3 separate regions of the Mus musculus genome follow, and all the other regions are linked to region 2. A link is a contact called in public promoter capture Hi-C data. All regions are on one chromosome and are shown on one strand. The core of a region is the stretch at or near the end of the contact, and the rest is flanking DNA. Distances in the headings are between cores, read along the strand shown.

What was found. Promoter capture Hi-C pulls out the DNA fragments that hold promoters and counts their contacts.
Region 1: a contact with region 2 is called in a promoter capture Hi-C map of cranial neural crest. The contact joins the promoter of Magi2 here to the promoter of Rsbn1l in region 2. A contact is called at or near these places in 2 of 39 promoter capture datasets (cranial neural crest and hippocampal neurons) and 1 of 115 datasets of contacts at active chromatin or transcription factors (astrocytes).
Region 3: a promoter capture Hi-C map of hippocampal neurons shows a contact between it and region 2, with 4 times the contacts expected there. The contact joins the enhancer-like site here to the promoter of Rsbn1l in region 2. A contact is called at or near these places in 5 of 39 promoter capture datasets (frontonasal cranial neural crest, hippocampal neurons, liver and 1 more) and 1 of 115 datasets of contacts at active chromatin or transcription factors (astrocytes).

The regions. Positions count from the first base shown.
Region 1 is chr5:19,225,070-19,228,627 of GRCm38.p6, reverse strand. It overlaps Magi2 (membrane associated guanylate kinase, WW and PDZ domain containing 2), which reads right to left and starts at 1,582. Exons shown (of 23, transcript NM_001170746.1): 1 at 1,039-1,582. The coding sequence starts at 1,339. It overlaps 4921504A21Rik (RIKEN cDNA 4921504A21 gene), which reads left to right and starts at 2,073. Exons shown (of 3, transcript NR_102342.1): 1 at 2,073-2,487.
Region 2 is chr5:20,949,796-20,953,097 of GRCm38.p6, reverse strand. Rsbn1l (round spermatid basic protein 1-like) reads left to right here and starts at 1,276. Exons shown (of 8, transcript NM_001080977.1): 1 at 1,276-1,841. The coding sequence starts at 1,313. It overlaps A630072M18Rik (RIKEN cDNA A630072M18 gene), which reads right to left and starts at 2,109. Exons shown (of 1, transcript NR_030699.1): 1 at 1-2,109.
Region 3 is chr5:19,545,022-19,548,296 of GRCm38.p6, reverse strand. The region is part of intron 1 of Magi2 (membrane associated guanylate kinase, WW and PDZ domain containing 2); the gene reads right to left. Among named protein-coding and RNA genes, the nearest start is that of Gm25335, 31 kb to the right of the region's middle. Within about 2 kb of position 1,631, at least 12 of the 459 cell types and tissues checked have an H3K27ac peak or open chromatin away from gene starts, as enhancers often do. A contact at or near this core is called in hippocampal neurons, where this site is marked.

The sequences.
Region 1 (3,558 bases), core at 333-2,832, 1.7 Mb after region 2:
ATGAAAGTTTTCTCTCAGGACCACAATTTTATTTCAAGCAAAGACATTTTTTCAGCAAGATTCCAATCTCTCTAAATTAACTTCACAGCCTAGAAGAGACTTGACAGAAGCCAAGTTAGAACACAGGGAGCCTGGGCTGTTGACCAGCTTGCATCTCCATCCACCTCTATGCCACAAACACGCCCCCATGTCTGGAGCTAGAGGAGAGTCCAACCACAGAGAAATCCTAGTCAATAAGAAAATTCCAGTCAATGAAGAATACTTAGGGGAACCCTTGTAATGCCGCAGTCTGCCTCCCCTTCCACATTAGAAAGCTCTCCCAGCTCCCCGCTTCTTAATCTCTGCCCCTCCTCCTGCCTGCTGGCCAGGGGCGATCTCTAGGGTTAGTCAGTCTGCACGTGACTCACGGTGCCCACATGACATGACCATGGGCGGGGGAGAAAGACCGAGGAGTGAAGCAGGGAAAAAGTTACTGAACACTACCGGTCAAAGCGTCCAAACCAATTTGTCCCTTTCCTTCCTCTCCCGTCAGTGATCCCTAGGGAACCGCTACGGACCAAGGTGTCTCCAGACTAGTTTTGGATATCCTGCAAGGGGTCTCCACTTGCCCCAATATTCAGAGCTTCTCCCATTCTCTCTAGCGACAGCTCTGCACCTCAAGTTGCTCCATCTTCCTTTCTTCCTCCTCCCTTGCTTTCCTCCTTCCCCGAAAGCTCTGTGTCCACTGTGGACATGCCATTGGCGCACATTCTATTTGGCCTAAAGCTCAGAGGAGGTCAGACAAGGCCAAGCATCTTCCAAAGGGGAGGGTCCAACTGGGCAAACTAAGTTGCCTGCTACAGTACCACCTGGCTTAGCCGGCCAGCCAGCCCCCCAGTCCCGGTCCCCCTAATGCTCCGAACACAGTTACCGTGCTCTCTGGACCCCACCCCGCGGTGGCGCAGCATACACCCATCCAACACCCGCGCCCACCCTGTTAATGCCATCCCCACGCCGGGGTCCCACCGCCAGGCAGAGCACCGAACAAGCTGCGCTCACCTTGCTTGACACACTTGAGCCGGAGGGGGTCCTTGCAGTGTTTGATCACGGCCAGAACGTCCCTGATGGTGAGCCCCGCCACGGGGGTCTCGTTCACCTCCAGCAGCAGCTCCTCGGACACCAACTTGCTGCCGCTTTCATAGGCCACCTTGCCCGGCTTCACCTCCCCCAGGTAGGGGAACTGTCCGTTTTCCGCGCCCCCCTTCAGTTCAAAGCCCAGCTGGCCCTCCGGGTTCCTGCCAATGACACTCTCGTGGACTTTGCTAGTCCAGTGGCTTTTCTTTTTCAAGCTTTTGGACATGGCAGTAGGGTGAGTCGCCTCAGTTCCAGAGGGTCCTTTGGGAAGGAGGGTCTGGGAGTCAAAATCGGGATGGAGGAGCAAGGGGGCCAAGGGAAGAGGGTGGCAGACTTTGCCTTTCTCTCCCTCTGCTCCGCGCTTTCCCTCTTCTTTGGATGGAGTGTGGCGGAGGAAGGGGGAGGATGAGAGGGACGGCTGGGCAGAGGTAGGAGAGCTTGGGTGAGGTTGTGCTGTCCCTTGAATGACACTCAAGGCTTTGGCCCCGCAGCGGAGGAAGCTGTGGTGGCGTTGGCGGCGTTAGCGGCGGTGGCGGCGGCCGAGCCAGCGCGAGCAGTGGCCGAGCTGGTGAGCGGGTGGCGTGGGGGTGGGGAGGAGGGTAGGGATGCCGGGGGCCACTCCTGCGTGCTGCGAGTGGGGAGCGCGCGCGCGCTCGCCGGCCTCTGTGTTGTTAGCCGATATCCATGGCAGCTGCAGTGGCAGCGGTAGGGAGCGCGTGTGTGTGCGCGTGTGCGCGTGTGTGCCTGTGTACTAGTTGTACTGTACTGGCAGGATGCAAGCGGGCGGCGGGGAGGGGGGAGCGTTGGGGGATGCGAGCCGAGGGAGGAGGCGCGCGCACCGAGTGGAGCGCCAGGGAGGGCTTCGCCGCCGTCTCCCTCCCTCCGCGGCTTGACCCGGTAGTGAAGGCGCTGGGAGAGGCAGGCCCCGGGCCGCCCTGCAGCCTGCGGGAGGAGGCGGGAGCCGGGAAGGAGGGGAGCGGAGGCCCGACATGGGCAGGCCGGTGAAGAGAGCCGGGATCCCTGGGTGGACCTGTCTTCAGCTTCCCTGTGAGCCGGGCTGCTAGCCTGCAGGACGCCCCGACTTGCCCACACCCCAACACTGGACAAAGCAGAAATCCGGGGAACCCGATGCCGAGCCTGGTGGCCCATCTACAGCACAGTCTTCTGGGGCTCCATCCTGCCACAAGGAAGCTGGAGTTCGGGGTCCCAGCATGGAACTGCAGAGGGCCTGGCAGGCGGAGCCCGTGGAGAGACTTCACTATTGGCTCGCTCCACTTTTTACAGTCTTTCATTCCTCGCAAAGTTCTCAGAAGTGCCCCTCCGATAGAGGAAAGTTAGAGGAAGGAGTCTGGTCGTCCTGGATGCAAGAATAAGGTGAAATAACATCTGCAGAGCAGGGCCATGTGTCCTCTTGGAAGAAACTGAAGAGGATTGAGTGGAGACAGGATAGAGGAGGGCACCTGCCCTAGTTGAAGAGTGGAGAGGGGCGGTGGGGTAGGTGTTAGGGAGATAAATGGAGTAAGAGCCTAGACATATAAATGGTGAGTGTAACCTGGACAGGAGTCAAGTTTTAGGTTAATCAGACAAACAAGTCTGCTACAGGAAAGAAAAGAAGGCTCTTGGTGGAGCGCTGTACCCCCATCTAGCTCCTTCCCCTTCTCCAAATTTAGAGCCAGGTGGAAAGCTAAGCAGGACACAGGGGGCTGAGGGCTGCTGACTTCTCCAGTCAAACCCTGAGTGGTGCTTTTTGAGTTTCCGTAGCTTACATTCCATTTGCTTAACTTTGAAATAATATGTTTCAGGCAAAAAGAAAAAAAAAAAAAGGAACCACTCACCCACTCATCTTTGTAAATCAGAGTATGGGAAGGAATTATCAGCAGTTAAGAGCTTTGATGTCTGGGATGTAGTGTGGGAGGAAAGCAAGGCGGTTCAAAAGGCTTAGCTGACCCAGACAGAAAAGAGGGGGTGTGTATCCTGGCTCTGGGGCTTTTCAGGAGTGCCACGTTTAGCAGGCTGTTCCACCTTTCTCTGGTTGTTTCCTTTTAAATAGGGGTAACAGTACTAGTGGGGCCTGGTGCACTGAGAAGACAGACAGGCAAGGCAGGGAAGGGACTGCCCCATACAGGTTTGTTGGCTTTGAACAGTAGGTTCTTCCTCTTCAGCCCCACCCCCACATCGTGGAGAGGACAGCAAATTAGGTCAGAGCTGAAGATCTTTACAAAGGATGAATTTGCTTGACTTTGTGCCTTTTTCCATTTGAGAAAAGTTGGCTATGACTGGTGAGGACTACCCAGTCCTTGGCCTTAAGGAATGCTCCTGAGCCAGCAAGATTTCCATTGAAAGGCCAGTCTCATGAAAAGTTAGGCTGAGGATTATAAAGCACCATTCTAAGTGGAAAGTGATAGAGGCAGTGAAGAACAGAATTTGCATTTGTTTAACAGCAGT
Region 2 (3,302 bases), core at 27-2,526:
AGATTACACACATTAGAGAAAATATGCAAAATTTGTCTCTCTGGGTCTAGCTTCAGGGAATACTCTATATATTAACAATTTACTTCTAAAAACTAAAAACAATGAGGACAGATGCAGTGGTACACACCTTTCTTTAATTCCAGCACTGGGGGAAAGGGAGTTGGGCAAATGCAGGAAGATTTGAGTTCGAGGCCAGGCTGGTTTACAGGACAGCCAGGACAATATTGGAAGACTATGACTCAAAAAACAAACGAACCAACCAACCAACCAAAAAAAGAAAAATGTATTTACAAACAGCGTTAGATTTTGATGTGTTCCCCTCACCGAGTCCTAAAGAAGTGGGTTTGGAGTAAAAGAGGAGTAACAACAGACCATTGCAGTTTCCTGAAAGGCAACTGTTAGCTGCGGAAAGTAACTGCTAATGTCCCTCTTAGGGGATCAGAAAACTCCTTTTTCTTGCTGAGCTAATATGATCATGTGTTATCTTTACATTCTAATCTCACAAAAGATCTAAGACTTTAAGGCATGCTCTTGTCTAAAGCTTGAACTGTGTTGTAACCCATTCCCCCAAATTCCTTATCTTTTGAGATAAAAATCAAGGTACATGCTTGGCGAAGTTTCATAGCGCTGACTCTGAAATACAGAACTCTAACTGCATTTTCAAACATTTACAAACACCGCTAGTGGCTTTTTCCTGGTGTCGTTTAAAGAATAATTAAAGTGAAAACCTTTAGCACTCAAGCTCAATTTAAAGCCTCCAAACGGTGGGTGATTTTTATCTTCACGATCGGAAGTGATCCAAGTTCCAGCTCTGCAGAAAACTCTCTTTTAAAGTACGAACTTTTACGACCTTAGTTAAAATAAGGCAACTTTTCACCATTTCTGCCTTTGCTGATCGGACTCTCGACAAATTTTCTCCGAGACGAGCAACCCAGAACTCGTTTTTCAGAACCTGCAGAAGGGACCCAAGCCACCTCAAGGTAAAAAGAGAGAGCGGTACAAACAAGGCAAAGTCTTTGAGCGAACGGCAGCGCTACCTCGGTCCGGGCAGATTCGGGGCTCCCGAGCGACGGTCGGGAGATCCTCCCTTCTCAGCGAGCTCTCCATCAGCCGCGCCGAAAAGACCTCTGACCTCCAAATGAAGGTCCGCTCGGTGACCCCACCCCGACGGCTTCTGTCCGCGTCTTTGATTGGTTTGTTCCGGGATCTCTCAGTTTAGCGCGCCCAATGGGAGCTCGGCCTGGACCTAGGCACCCCGCCCCGCGCCCCCGCTCCGGGGAGCGGCGGAGAGTAAATACAACAGGAGCGCAAAATGGCGGAACCGCCGAACCCAGCTCGCGGCGCCGTGGCTCTCCTCTCTGAGAAGGAAGCATCTGGCAAAGTACAGCCTTCCTCGCGGGAGCCGCCGGGCTCTATGTCTGCCAAGAAGGTTCGCACCGAGGAGAAGAAGGCGCCGCGGAGAGTGAACGGGGAGGGGGGCAGCGGCGGGAACGGCGGGCAGCTGCAGCCCCAGAGCTTCGGCAGCCCGGCGGCGTGGAGCTTCGCGGCTCGGCCCGCCGCCTCCTCCTCGTCCACCTCTCGGAGCTGTTACTCTTTCTCCGCCAGCCCGAGCGTCTCCTCAGCCTCCGCTTCCTCGTCTCAGCCGCTGCCGCGCAAACTGCTGGTCACTCCCTCGCTGCTGCACGCTCAGCCTCACCGCGTCCTGCTCCCGCCCGTCGCTCCGCCGGCCGCCGCCAAGCCGCGCAGACCCAAGGAGAAGCGCGAGAAGGAGAAGCGGAGGCAGCACGGCCTCGGCGCCGCCGCCCGGGATGAGAACGGCGAGGCGAAGCCGCTGCCGCGAGGTGGGTGCCGCGCGGGGGAGGGGAGCGCCGGCGGCCGGCGGGGCTGCAGCCTTCCGCGGGGCCAGAAGTAAATGGAGCCTGGAGTTTCGGTCGCCGACCGGGGGGATGGCTGAAACTCCTGGTTTTCGGTGTCGGTTTCGCCTTCCAGTTAACGCGCAGCAGGACGCGCGTGAAGGAGTGGGTCTAGAGGACCCCGCTCCCCGGTGTGTTTTTGGCTGGGGAGGCAGAAGAGAACAGGTCTTTTAAAGATTACGAAAGGGATCGGACTGGATCGCAGGAAATTCATGTTTGCGACGCAGCTTCCAACGCCAGAATATCCTGTCCAAAAAAAAAAAAAAAAAAAAGTGGGTGGTCGGGTGTATTGGCGGAAGCTGGAAGCTCCCAGGGACCACGGGGACCAGGATGTTTCATCCCTACTAGGGAGATGAGGTCGTGCGCAGGGCACCAAGTGTGCGGTTTCTGAGGTGCCCACATTCCATATTGTTAAAGTGTTTTGCGTGGTCCTGTTTTAAATACTACCCTTCAGAAGCTTTCAGCCATATTCTTTTTTTTTTTTTTTCTTCTTTCTTTCTCGTTCAGCAAATGATAAAATCGGATGTTTTGACGTCTTTTGGCCAGATCAAGTGGCTTCAGAGTGTTTCTGCCGGGGGTGGGGTGGGGTGGGGGGGGGGAATTCCCAACTGTTTTTCAGTTTTCTTTTGTAATGTAAGCTAGCAGAGTTTTCCGTATTTTCTTTAAAATGAGGGGTCATTCTAGTCATCTGTGGATATGTAGAGATCTGACTAATACAAAGTGGATATGGGTTGGAAAGTAGATCTTTAGGTGATCACGAGGTTATATAAATATACGTTGTCATTGTCACACATTGTTGTGAAGTATTCCGTTCTGTTTTGGAATGCTGGTGAAATGCCAGTAACCTTGCTGATCTAATGGTACCTTAGATCTTGAAAAATTATCTGAATAGAAAAGTTCATCATTCACAATGTAAAAGAATGCTAACATCTAAGCCAAGCTAATGGTTCGGTGTACCCTTGTTCCCAGTGTAACGCTCTCCTAGGGAGTTGGAGCATTGCCTTAGGAATGCTTTGAGGATGAAATTTAGTTTCCTTCTGCTTAGGAGTTCTAGATGGTTAGTATTTTAAATCTCTATGTTGCAGTGGTTAAATATAAGATTTAAGTTATAAAATGCTGCAGAGTCTGTCCATGTGCAGTTTGGTATCATTCTTCCTTGGGTAAGCTGCGCTTTTGCTTTTCCTGAGTTCTCTGCAGAAGTGAGTGTAGGTATTACATTGTTGGAGTTTTTGAGTGGTGATAGTACCGGCCTAAAATGTGAGATATATCGATATATCTATATGACTTAGTGAGATGTCTGTTAATGGTGATTTTTTACAGTCTTAACTAACATTTAAAATCTATTTGGGAAGGTTAAAATGGAAAGATCAATTTTGTTTTGCCCAAATC
Region 3 (3,275 bases), core at 382-2,881, 1.4 Mb after region 2:
CCAAACTTCAACATCTCCTTCTTTTGATCAATTCAATCATTTTAGCAAGTCAACCATGAAATACATTTATAGTTCTATAGAACTTTCTGAGTAGAGAATCAATAATGAAGCTTTCTTAGATAGTAGTGTAGAAAATTCAAACTTTATATTAAACACTGGGTTTATCTTTTAGAAGAAACTAAAGCATTTGACCGTAAATGCCTTGACTGAGCACATTGAAACAACTCCACCTGGATGGACATACAGGTTTATTTCAGTAATTATCAGCTTTCAGTGGTGCCCCTGTAGCTGAGTCTGCATGATGCTATCATTTGTTAGAAAGATGATCTACTTTCTTACAGAATTTCAGGAGTGGATTGTTCAAGAAATACTATTTGGGGCTATTATATATTTGGAGATTCGAGTGTGACTGTCATGTTTACTTGATGCTGGGGATTACATTTTTGTGGGATACAAAGACATCCAGTTATACCAAAAAGAGAACAACCTAAATTAGGGACTTGCCTAATTTATAAGTATTGCCTAAATATAAGGGATCTAATTTTCCCTAAAGTTTGTTAAGAAAAGTGCTTGTTTTATGTCCTATCTGAAATGAAATATCACATGAAACATTCTCAGAGACCCTGTGATCACACAGAGAGAAGTGAATGCTTGAATTTTTAGATTCAAATTAAGTCCTTTTGTCAATTTCATATGGTGGTACAGTATACAACAGAAAGACCCCTGGATATCAAACAACTTTACCCAGCCAGTCTTTTAAAGTCATTTTCTAAATTAAGTTCTGGACAACAGAAATATGTAAGGGTAGGAAAGCTGAAAGAAGAGAGAAAGCAACGACAGGGTACAGAGCAGCGACACAGAGCAGAGTGGAGGTGTGGATCTCCACAGCTCTTGTCGAGAGACTCCATGGAGAGGAAGAATTTCAGAGCAAGAAGGAACACACTCCTTTTTATATCCTTTATCAAAATCTCCAGTGTCTGAAGTCCATAAAATGTATAATGTTCAACAGACTGTGACAGAACAGGGGATAGATGCTGACCCACATTCAAAATTCAATAAGGCTCCCCAGGAAGAGTGGAGGCAACCAGCAAAGCATAAACTCAGGTCCTTTCAGGGTGAGGTGGGGAGATGGTAACAGGGCATTCCAACTGTCTCTCTCAGAAATAGCAATGCAAATAGTGTGTGGCCTCAACTCACACGGAAGGAGCTAGAGATTCATTGGCAGGTGTGAGAGACCAACCAAGTACAAGTTAATGCCTGGAACTTGAGACGCAGGAGCAGATGCACACCACCAGAGCAGGAAATATCATTTGAAATTCAATTTGAAAGGCTGAATTACATTTTTTTTTCATTTACTAAAAACATTTTATCCAGTTGACAGTATTTTTGTCAAGATTCATGTTTCTCCCATGGTTAATGTTTATAAAGTACCTTGTGCTTTTGGGTGGGAAGGATTTATAAATGAAAACTAAATCAATGTCTGAAGCTGTGATTTCAAAAGGCACAAACCTCAACTTCTAGTTTGATTTTAAAAAAAGGACTCTTGACTTTGAGTTTCGAGTTATGCAAGTATGCAAATATGTGCTATTTCACTAACATTCATCACCAGCACAAAGCACAGACATTTCCTTCTGAACCAGGCAGCAGGTCTGCAGCTACTCAAACATAGGCGGGTAGCAGAGGCCCCGGAGGATGGAGGGCTGCCTATGAAATACATGTATCTCTAGGCCCTACTCCAGACCCAACAACCCCAAATTCTTAGAAGACTTGGGGCCATGTGAGGTTAACAAAATCCGTTAGGTTTTTAAAATTAGCAGATCTAAGATGTGAGGCAGAGTCAGTTACTAACTTTGATCACCCAAATCCTCCATGTGCTCTATATCTGAGGAAGCTGCTTAGAAATAAAGAAAGGGATTTCACTCCAGTCTCTCTCTGTAAGGTGAATTCTGCGTATGCTCACTGAATTATTAGCCTATTATTTGAAGCTTTTGAATCTCCAGTTATGATATGATTAACCTCTCTGGAGCCAATTTTTTTTTTAGTTTATCTTTTTATGGTAAGCACTTAGCACAAGCATTGGATAAATCTCAGCAAATCTTATATCATTTAATCGTTTGCAGAACAGGCATACAATATAAGGATGCTTCCAGGCAAGGTTCAGATTCCACTAGGAGAGAAAAACAGTGAACTTGGGAAGAGATGCTTACTTGAGCCACTTTGTAACAAAGGCCAACTACAACAATGAAGACATCCTCATTACAGGAAGGGAGACAGTGGATGTGGGAACAAGCATGCATTTGTCTAAGCATGTGGTTAGGGAGGTGAGGGTTTGGTTGGCCCCAGCAAAAGGCACAGTAAGTGCAAAGGCAATGGGAAGAAAGACCTGTGTGGGAAGTAGGCTGATAGGCATCTGCTGTATTTTTAGTGAGAAGTAGGCTGTAAACAATGAGAGTCCAAGTGGGCCACCATTTTGGATGATTTATGGAGCTGTCCAGAGGCTGAGGCGGTTTACCTTAGGGGTGATAAACAGGACTGACTTTGTTTTCAGTAAGAAAGACCTGTGTTCCAGGCCCAACTTCACAAGTTCCTAAGAAGGTGACTTTAAACTCAGACAGTCTAACTTAATAGTAGAATAGTTATCAACTGACATAGTTGCAGAGCATTGTATTAGAATTAAGTGAGAATATTATTGCTAAATTGTTTTCTCTATGGAAGGCATAAAGTCTATCTATTTCTAATGTCCCCAAAACAAAGAGATTTTATTCCACCACAGTTTACTCTGGGGAACTGGGGAACCAAGAATTATTGTCTTACTTATACGGCATAGGTAAACAGATACTTATGGGGTAGGGTACTGCTGCATGTAAGTCTGCACTGGACAGTCTCTAATCAGCAAGGATGACAGCTTTCACAGAGCCCTATATATGGTCCCTCTGCTCCCTGGCATTCCTCAGCCTATATATCTTATCTCCTTCTCAAGGCCATAGGCAAGAAGGGTAGAATTGCTTACAATAGTGGAATAGCTGGAAACTCAGGTGAGAGTCCCATTATCTTTCCAACTCCTCCTTTTCTTGAGGAGCTAGGGTTAGGCAATGGTCCAGTTTGTGAATAGCCACAGCTGAACTCCTGAGGATGGCTGCTGTTTGGCTCAGAAGATAGCAATATACAGTAAATAGGCAGCACGATTTGTTCATGTCCTGGTACTTGATAAGCACTCTCTAAATATAAGCTCTTGTTATGATGGATCAGAGGATTCTATTCTGTGTCACATACAT